2 separate regions of the Rattus norvegicus genome follow, and region 1 is linked to region 2. Evidence: chromatin contacts called from public Hi-C data. All regions are on one chromosome and are shown on one strand. The core of a region is the stretch at or near the end of the contact, and the rest is flanking DNA. Distances in the headings are between cores, read along the strand shown.

Evidence for each region. Hi-C and Micro-C count contacts between places; a contact is called where the count stands out from the background.
Region 1: a Hi-C map of frontal cortex shows a contact between it and region 2, with 3 times the contacts expected there. The contact joins two enhancer-like sites.

What each region holds. Positions count from the first base shown.
Region 1 is chr5:25,788,648-25,792,612 of GRCr8, forward strand. No RefSeq gene overlaps it. Among named protein-coding and RNA genes, the nearest start is that of Car8, 410 kb to the right of the region's middle. Within about 2 kb of position 2,509, at least 11 of the 93 cell types and tissues checked have an H3K27ac peak or open chromatin away from gene starts, as enhancers often do.
Region 2 is chr5:24,771,221-24,775,577 of GRCr8, forward strand. The region is part of intron 4 of Tox (thymocyte selection-associated high mobility group box); the gene reads right to left. Among named protein-coding and RNA genes, the nearest start is that of Tox, 200 kb to the right of the region's middle. Within about 2 kb of position 1,296, at least 15 of the 93 cell types and tissues checked have an H3K27ac peak or open chromatin away from gene starts, as enhancers often do.

The sequences.
Region 1 (3,965 bases), core at 1,259-3,758, 1.0 Mb after region 2:
ATTTGATGCACAAAAAAGTAGAGGAAGAGGTGCTCCAAATACAGTGTGACAAAGATTTTAAAACATTCCGTTCTCAGCACCATTATACAAAATTTTTCCTCTGGCTTCCCCAGGGATAAATGAAATTAAAGTAGTTAAATAGAAGGACACTAAGAAACTGGAGTTACACCTGTTGAAGGTGAATGTTAGAGGCAAAAAAACAAACCTTTTGAGCAGGATATGGGTATGAGATAGGGGATGGAAGGGATTGGAGGGAGATTTAACCAAATTAAAGATGGATGAAAAATCCCTGTGAATACCTATTATTTTGTAAAGTAATGTTAAAATACATTCTAAAAGAGAGTTTGGATGGAGGTACACTGTGTGGATAGATAGAGAAGAATTCATGTCCCAGGGGTAAGATTACTTTCCCATGAGTTGTTGAAAAGGAGGGCCTCAGAGACCCCCAAATGATTTTATTGCTATTGCTTTAAATTGTATAACCCCTATTTCTGAAGACAGCATACACTTTGGTGACAAGATAGAGAGTAATCAATCTAGAACTAAGTAACCTGGAATCTTCATCCCTAATAGCTAGGTTTCATTGTGTCTGAAAGTACTGTGAAGGCTGTTGAAGAGGAAGTTATTGACCATCTTCTTCCGTTATTCATTGGTATAGCTACAATACCATCTTGCTAGGCAAGATGCACCCACTAATGATATGGCCTGAGTGCTGTGCGGTTAACCAACTATGTCTGATTGGATTTGAGGAACACTCCACAGAAGACAATTCATGCCTGGTACTGTAGACCTCTTCAAAAATCTGTGGCTGGGAGGTCATGGTCCAGGTCAGAGACGGAAACCTACTGTTGTTCATTTGCTAAATTGATATGATGCCAAAATGCCTCCTAAATATGCATTTATATACCCATATATCAATGCTTCTCATTGTCGCAGTCAGAGAGCCTTCTGTTTTTAGTAGATAATGCTACAATGCAGAGACTTGTAAGTGGCCAGACGGTTAAGACTAAAGCACAGTTGACAACCAGGTCCTAACCAGAACATCTGATCAGTTTTGGAGGGATCCAAAACTCAGGGAATGATAAGACAAGGGAGACGAAAAGAATATAAGGTCTGTAGGATGAGAAGCTAGTGAAACAGTTTTCTAATTGTTTTTCCATGACGTAGTCATTGGATCCATTAGTTCACCATAGCAGCACTTATTTGAACATATCAGCAAACAGCATGGCTGGAGGTGGAACTGAGGCTCCACCTCTCCATGAGTAGTTATGGGTGCATCACAGCACTCTGTATGAGACCACACTAAGTTTTCCCTCCTCAAGTACAGTATACTCCATACAAGCTCACGTAAGCAGTGAGGCACATACACAGAAAAAGCAATATGATTCGGAATGATGGCTGGAAGATGCTTTGCAAAAGGGAGAGGAGGTTAAGAGAGGACAGTGATGGGGGTATGATCACAATACACTACATGCATAAGAATCAAATTATGAAAGAGTACATGTTTAAAAGATTAACAAAACAAGTGATTGGAGAGACAAAGAGGCATTACGTTTTCTGAAAGAGTCACAGTCTAAATTGTTTGGAATCGGGTCTTTATTTTCTAGAAAACCTGTTTGGGAAAGAAAACCACTTTATGAAAATAGCAGAAGTGAAAGGGTGCAGTTGCTCTGAGATAAGGAAATCAAAGCTTTCTTTTCTATCGCAGTGATGTTAATGATCAAACACATAGTCCTGCAGTTAGACAGTGCAGCTGCTTAACTTGTAAGCACTGACTCTCCTCTGCACTGGCTGGGTCAATTTACAATTCTGTCACCTCTAACAACATTCGACTCCACAATTTGTAATGTAGAGACGACAGTCTAGAAGCCCATGAAGGCCACTTTGAATTCTGTCTATTATGCCATTACAAATATAAGTTGTCTGGTAGCATTCTATCCCATTCCTAATAAAATTCCAAAGAGGGGTAAAGTTAAAGAATGTTGTGTTATACTTGATAACACTAAAGAACGTTGAGGAAACCACTGCCTGGGATTTATTTTCTCCAGTAAAACAAAAATGCTTTTATATTCTTGAGGTTTCTTTTCTCATCCAACACATGGAGATAGCAAAAGAACACACACAAATCTTTTAAGACCTGAGATCTGACAAAGATGCTTCCTTGGTCAAATTCTCACTAGGCTCCTCTAGGTTCTCCTCTCAAGTGGCGCCCAGCTACAACTTATAAAAACCTGGACAGGATCCAGTAGCAGAGTATTTATTTAGCATGCACAAAGCCATGAATTCCATCTCAACACTGGAGGTAAAATATAAAAATGTGCGTAAATACTAATATACTCTCTAACAATCAAATGAGCTTCCCATAATAAACTTACTACACCTACCATAAAAGAATTTGCATGCAAAAGCTGTGGACAACAAAAGCTTTTTGCCTTTATTCCAGCCAACACCTAAAGACAGCACATTGTGGAGAAGCCTGCTGTCGATGAGGCAATCAGAGAGAGCAGATGGTTGCCTAAGCACCAGCCACCCACAACCTCCTTTCCTAATGTTTTCTTCTCTCATTCCATGGGAGCTGAGATGGATCTCATTCCTCTTTCTTCATTTACCCTCTCGAACATCCAATCACCACTGAAAAAAATCAAATCTGAGTCCAGTTCAAACTAGAACCCCCTCTGCTCTGTTGCATCAATGTATCACCAATTAAAATTGGTCCTCACTACACTCATGTCTGCCTCTGCTTACTCTTAACAGAGTCGGAGGGATGACCTCATCCTGGGGCTTTTACAGCAATGGTTATAACTCTGGAAACACCTCCCTGCATCCCTGGAAATAAATCATTTTTTTTCATAAGCATTTTGCTTGCATTCAAGCTGGCTGTCAGAAAAAAAATTGTTCAAGACTTAAAAAGACAGGTTTTATACAATTCCCATCTAGAAATTATTTCAAGCTTATTAGCGTCTGAGGTAATAGGTAGCATGCCACCAAACCAAATAAACAAGGGCTTCCTTTCCACAATGCTGCTCCATGCGGTAAAGGTAGAGTGGGAACTGTAGAAGAGTCATTTGATTCCCACCAAGGGTGTTTCTGGTCATGCTAGGACAAAGAGCTTCATCTCAGAAAGTCTGAGTCCTGGGTCCTCTTGCAGGAGAGCTGATGAGACTGACTAGCTGAATTTGGTATAAGGAAGTGAACGCGGTAACACTTCAGAGGGATTTGCTGTGATTAAGCACCATATCACAAAGTTTACAAAGTCTATTTCATTGATCCTCATATGTCTCTAAACAGAAACTAAAACCAATGCTACATCGCTGGTTTGACAAAAAGAAATCAGAAACAGGTATCTTAAAAACATTCAGAAGTTGCATAACAAAGACTATTCTGCCCCAAAATCCTACTCAGTGATTTCATCCGACTCAGCTCACAGTTTTATTTCACCTATTTTTTCCAAATGTCAAGTTCCGTTTCCTACAGTCTCCATTTTTTTTAACATTTATTTCTGTAATGCTTTTTCAATATAGTTTTTTGTGACAGAAATCACAGCCTCAAATATCTAGCAGTGCAGTTCAAGATAGTTGCAGACAAGCAATTCCATTTTTGTTCTCATTTTTTTAGTTTCTTCCTGCTTCCAGTGGTTGGCATTCATTTCAGTTGCTGCTAGAGAGCCAGGAGAAAGTGGATCAGAGGGACTGTCCTAAGGATGCTGTAGAGGCCAAATGGAGACTGCTGGCATGGAAAGGTAGGTGAAAGAAGGGATGAAGCAAAGGACCATGTTCTCCAACCCCGGGATCAAGCAAACAGCAGTAACATCTGTAGCTGTCAGGGCTCAAGCCCTAGAAGTTGAAGTCCAAGTATGAGGACTGAGGGCATGCAGGACATTGTAAGATAAAAGTGTCAATCATTGTGATTTGATCTGTAAATACAGCATACATATACAGAAATGTCATACCGTATCTCCTAAGAGT
Region 2 (4,357 bases), core at 46-2,545:
GTGCATGTCATTGTATCAAAAATAAATCTGGGTTTATAACACACATCAATCTCCCTTGGAGTGTAAGTATTTCATCTCCCAGCCCACAACTTTTCTTCATACCTGCTGCATATATTCCGTGTGATGCGAAAAGCCCGGCCTTTAGCTGACAGATTCCCACATTTAACTCTTTGTTTCTGCATTTCCTTGTTGGCCACTATTAATCTCTGAACTGAAATACACAGTCTGTCCGTCTGTCTTTATGCATGGATGACAAATGAACACTTCTCTCACCAGGTCCATCTTGATCTGGGTCTTCGGTGATGAAGAGGTGGAGGAGAACTACAGGGCTGGGCTTTTTGGTCTCATTCAGTTCTCTGGAATCTCTGAGAATGAATATTGCTGGGGAAGACAGCTACTTGGGAATGTAAGTATAAGCTTCAGAAACACTCTGAAATCTACATGCTTCTCCTACCTGGAACCCAGGCACTGCTTCAGTTCTTGTTTCTGCAGCAGAGATCCCCCTTGTAAAGATGCATTTTCTGGAGAAACCCATCTACCGCTCATGTTGTTTTGTTAAAAGAGGAGAGGACAAGGTAGAAATATTTCTGTCTTCTGGACACTTTGATGATGGAAAGTCATGTTTCTTCAACAGCTGATGGTTATAGCTACCTCTCACAGGGAAATGTGTCCCATGTTTCTCAGGCATGCTGCTGTACTTAAGGCTGGAGCCTTTTTTTTTAATGTCAGATTTCTTTGTGCATGGAATTCAGATAAACTTCATGTGCTTCTACTTGCTAAGAGTAATGCCAGCTATGCTAGTTCTGGATAAGTGTCATCTCTGTCACGGGGCCTTAAAGTGACTTTAAAGTATCTTCTGCCATCTCATTAAGTCCTGGCTGGTAGCCCAGACTGAATTTTGAAAATGAAAGTAGCTGTCCTAATAAAAATAATAGTTTACTGCTGAAGAGTGTCTTTGGCTGGAACTTAATCTTTTGTGAAAAACAACAACAACAACCAAAATAAAACGAACAAACGCAGAAAAAAAAACAACCCAAAACCAAAACCAAAGCCCACTGAGTGAACAGGACTCACGTAGTCCCTTTAAGCAGCGAGCATAGAAGTAAGTACTGTTCTACAGAGTTTGGTCAGAGCCAGACCACAGGGTCTGGACAGAAGACAGTTCTGTAAGAACGAAACACAGCATTAAAAACCTGGTCCAAAGTGCTGGGAGAGCTGACCATACTATACCAGTTCAGTAGACTTGTTGGCCCTGCATTTGGTGTTAAAATTGCTGGTCTCACTCTCATGCCGTTAACATCACATGGTAAATAGGCTTCCTGTAGGAGGAGGTTGCTCAAAAGCTTCTGGACAAGTTTCAAATGTGTAATTGCATCACATCCAAATTCCCCTTTAGCTTCATCTGCATAAGGTATTTTTCTTTCTAATCCAAAATTCACGAGGAGTTTTTCTCAGCCCTGCCATTCAGCTGCTGTGTTTCTGTCCCTGGCAGTATTGGAAATGGGCTCAGATGGGCTTTTCCACTACTCCAGGACTATTCCTCTCGGCTTCCCGGTCTTAGTAAGGGATCTTTTGAATACGGACTAATATCTGCATTACTTAAACTCTCACTAAATCAGGGGTACAAGGTAAATACAGAGATTTCAAACAGAGAACAACCATGGGTGCCACATTCTCTTGTGTCTTTCCTTTCAGGGAGATAACTGAATTGCTAATGAGCTCACACAGATCCAGGGCCTATTATGCAGACTTCAAATATTTCATTAGTGAGATGCACGAAGTTCTAGAAATGAGTAGTTTCAGATGCAGAACTCTTAACCTGGATTCCAGCCTGCTCACCTAACGCTCTCACCTCTGTGTTGGCACGATCTCTATATATTTCTAATAAAATGGACTGGTTTATGCTTGGTCATAATACCTAGGTGACCAAGCAGTATAAAAATAGCCACATAGCTAATTCTACAATCTTACTCAAACATAGGAAAGATTATAGGGGAACTAGAGAGATTGCCCAGTGGGCAGGAACGCTGGCTACTTCTCAGATTTTATTTTCAACAGCCACATGGTGGCTCACAACCATCTGTTACTCAAGCCACAAGGGATCCAAACCTGTCTTCTGGTTTCCATCAACACTGTATGCAGGCAGTGTGGAGACATACAGGTAGGCAAAACAACCACATAAGTAGTGGTAATAGTAATAATAATAATCGTAATAAAAATCTATGTTTAGAAAGCTGGGAACGAATCACGTTTTAGGAAAAGACGCCTGCTGTGTTCCAGTGAGAAAAGCATTAAAAAATACTGACTTGAATGGCTTTTCTAAGGAACATACTAAAATACTGGACTGGTAGACTGACCTTAGATGTAATAAAATGCAGAAAATGCTTTTATGCTTTAAATGTGATTTATATTTGTGTACTAGTTAACTATCTTTCATGCACAGACATAAATGTTAGGATTGGAGGGTGCTACTGGACACACACACACACGCATGAAAACACATTCACACACACACACACACACACACACACGTACTGCACATGCACACATACACACATGCATGCACACACATACACATATGTGCACACGTGCACACACATATGCATACACATACATGCACACACAAGCATACATACATACATGCACACACCCATGCACACAGACTCACATACATGCATATGCACACACATGCACACTTGCATTTGTTTACTGCTTAGTATGCTGCTGAGACATAAACCTCACTTTCCAGCAGGAGGCATAGTACAGGCTTCCTGCTATATCACTTGCAGGTTTCCCAGATTACAAGGAAAGTGCTTAATTCATCTCTACTTCCTCAGCTTACTAGCCTCTGCGCCATTGTTTTCACCCCTGGTAGTCTCTGAAACCCAGCACTGACCTGTGTTCTGTTGACATAAAATGACAGTCCTACCAGGGAATTCCAATGGCCTAAGGAACACTAGCTACCTGCCAATAGCCACTTTTATTTGTCACTCTCAGGCAGTGGCAGCAGGGGCCTTACTGAGTTAATGACTCTATTGTCCACGCTTCTAGTTCCCACATGGCATAGGCCAAGAATGAATTCTATTCAATGTTTCTGCAAGCTCTCCATGCCTGCCGCAGGGTAGGAGGCCTTTAAGTGTTTACTGAATGAACATCAAAGAGCCATAGCCGGGTGAATGAGTTGACCATTGTGTGGACTGTCCTGAACAAAATCAGAGTTAGCACCCATCCTCATCTTTGTTTATCTGGAACTCAGGTACAGTGCAAATGTGTGGTCGCCAACTGGTGAAGCTGTTTGGGAAGGATTAGGAGGTGTGGCCTCGGTGGAGGTGATGCCACTGGGAATGTACTTTGAGGGTTCAGAAGCCCACTCCATTTCCGGCTAGCTCTTTTGTCACCTCCGGTAGCACGTCTGCTATTGCCACACTCCCTGCCATAATGGTCACAAAACATGTGGAACTTCAAATCCCCAACAAACCCTTTCTTCTGTAAATTGCCTTGCTCATTGTGTCTTCATAGAAATGAAATGTAACTAGGTCACTGCATACGCATCCTATGCCTCAATGTTGGGGTTTCCTTCCAGCATTAAAGTAGGCAAAGGAAGGGCTTGGTTAAATAATCAACAACTTCCAAGACCTGAACCACGTAAAGGTTCAGATATTTCCCACATATGTACTTCCCTAGGAATGCAAAATATTAACTGATATTTCCACTCTCCAAAAGTTTCCTATTAATCCTTCCCTGAAACAAATTTAATTGTACTCTCAATACCAATTTGAACTTGATGAAGATGACTTTTACCTAAACCTAGAAAATGAATTTTCAGTCAAGTAAAAATGCTTTCTGCAGCCCTCTGCCTGCTTCCGTAGGCCCACTGAGTGGGCCAAAATAACCCAAGAAGAACATGCAAAAGTCATATCTTAGTTGTGCAATGAATAAAATTGTGGCTGTCCAATATCATTTGTCAAAGGATGAAGAATAAAAAGGAAAAACAAAAACAGAGACCCATCCAGTGAAGGTCAGAACCAATAACATTCCAGAAAGCAGAGGAGGAAGCTGGGGCATTGGATGTAAATTGCCGTCTGCTGGAGAATTTTAATGGAGTGCTACGTCACATTATAAAATGTTTAATTGTAACCCCATTTTAATAACAACATCTGATTAAATGAAAAGACGCCTTGCTGATCGCAATTACAATCTGTCAAACTGCATATTTATTTACAGTTTGGTTTTCTAAAACCACAAGATAAAAAAAGAAAACTCTATTCAGCTTGTCAGGAAACTATAATTATTGTGTATCCTTCTGTCAGTTTCTGCATAAAACTTTTGGTCCTAAAATGGATCTAATTATATCTAC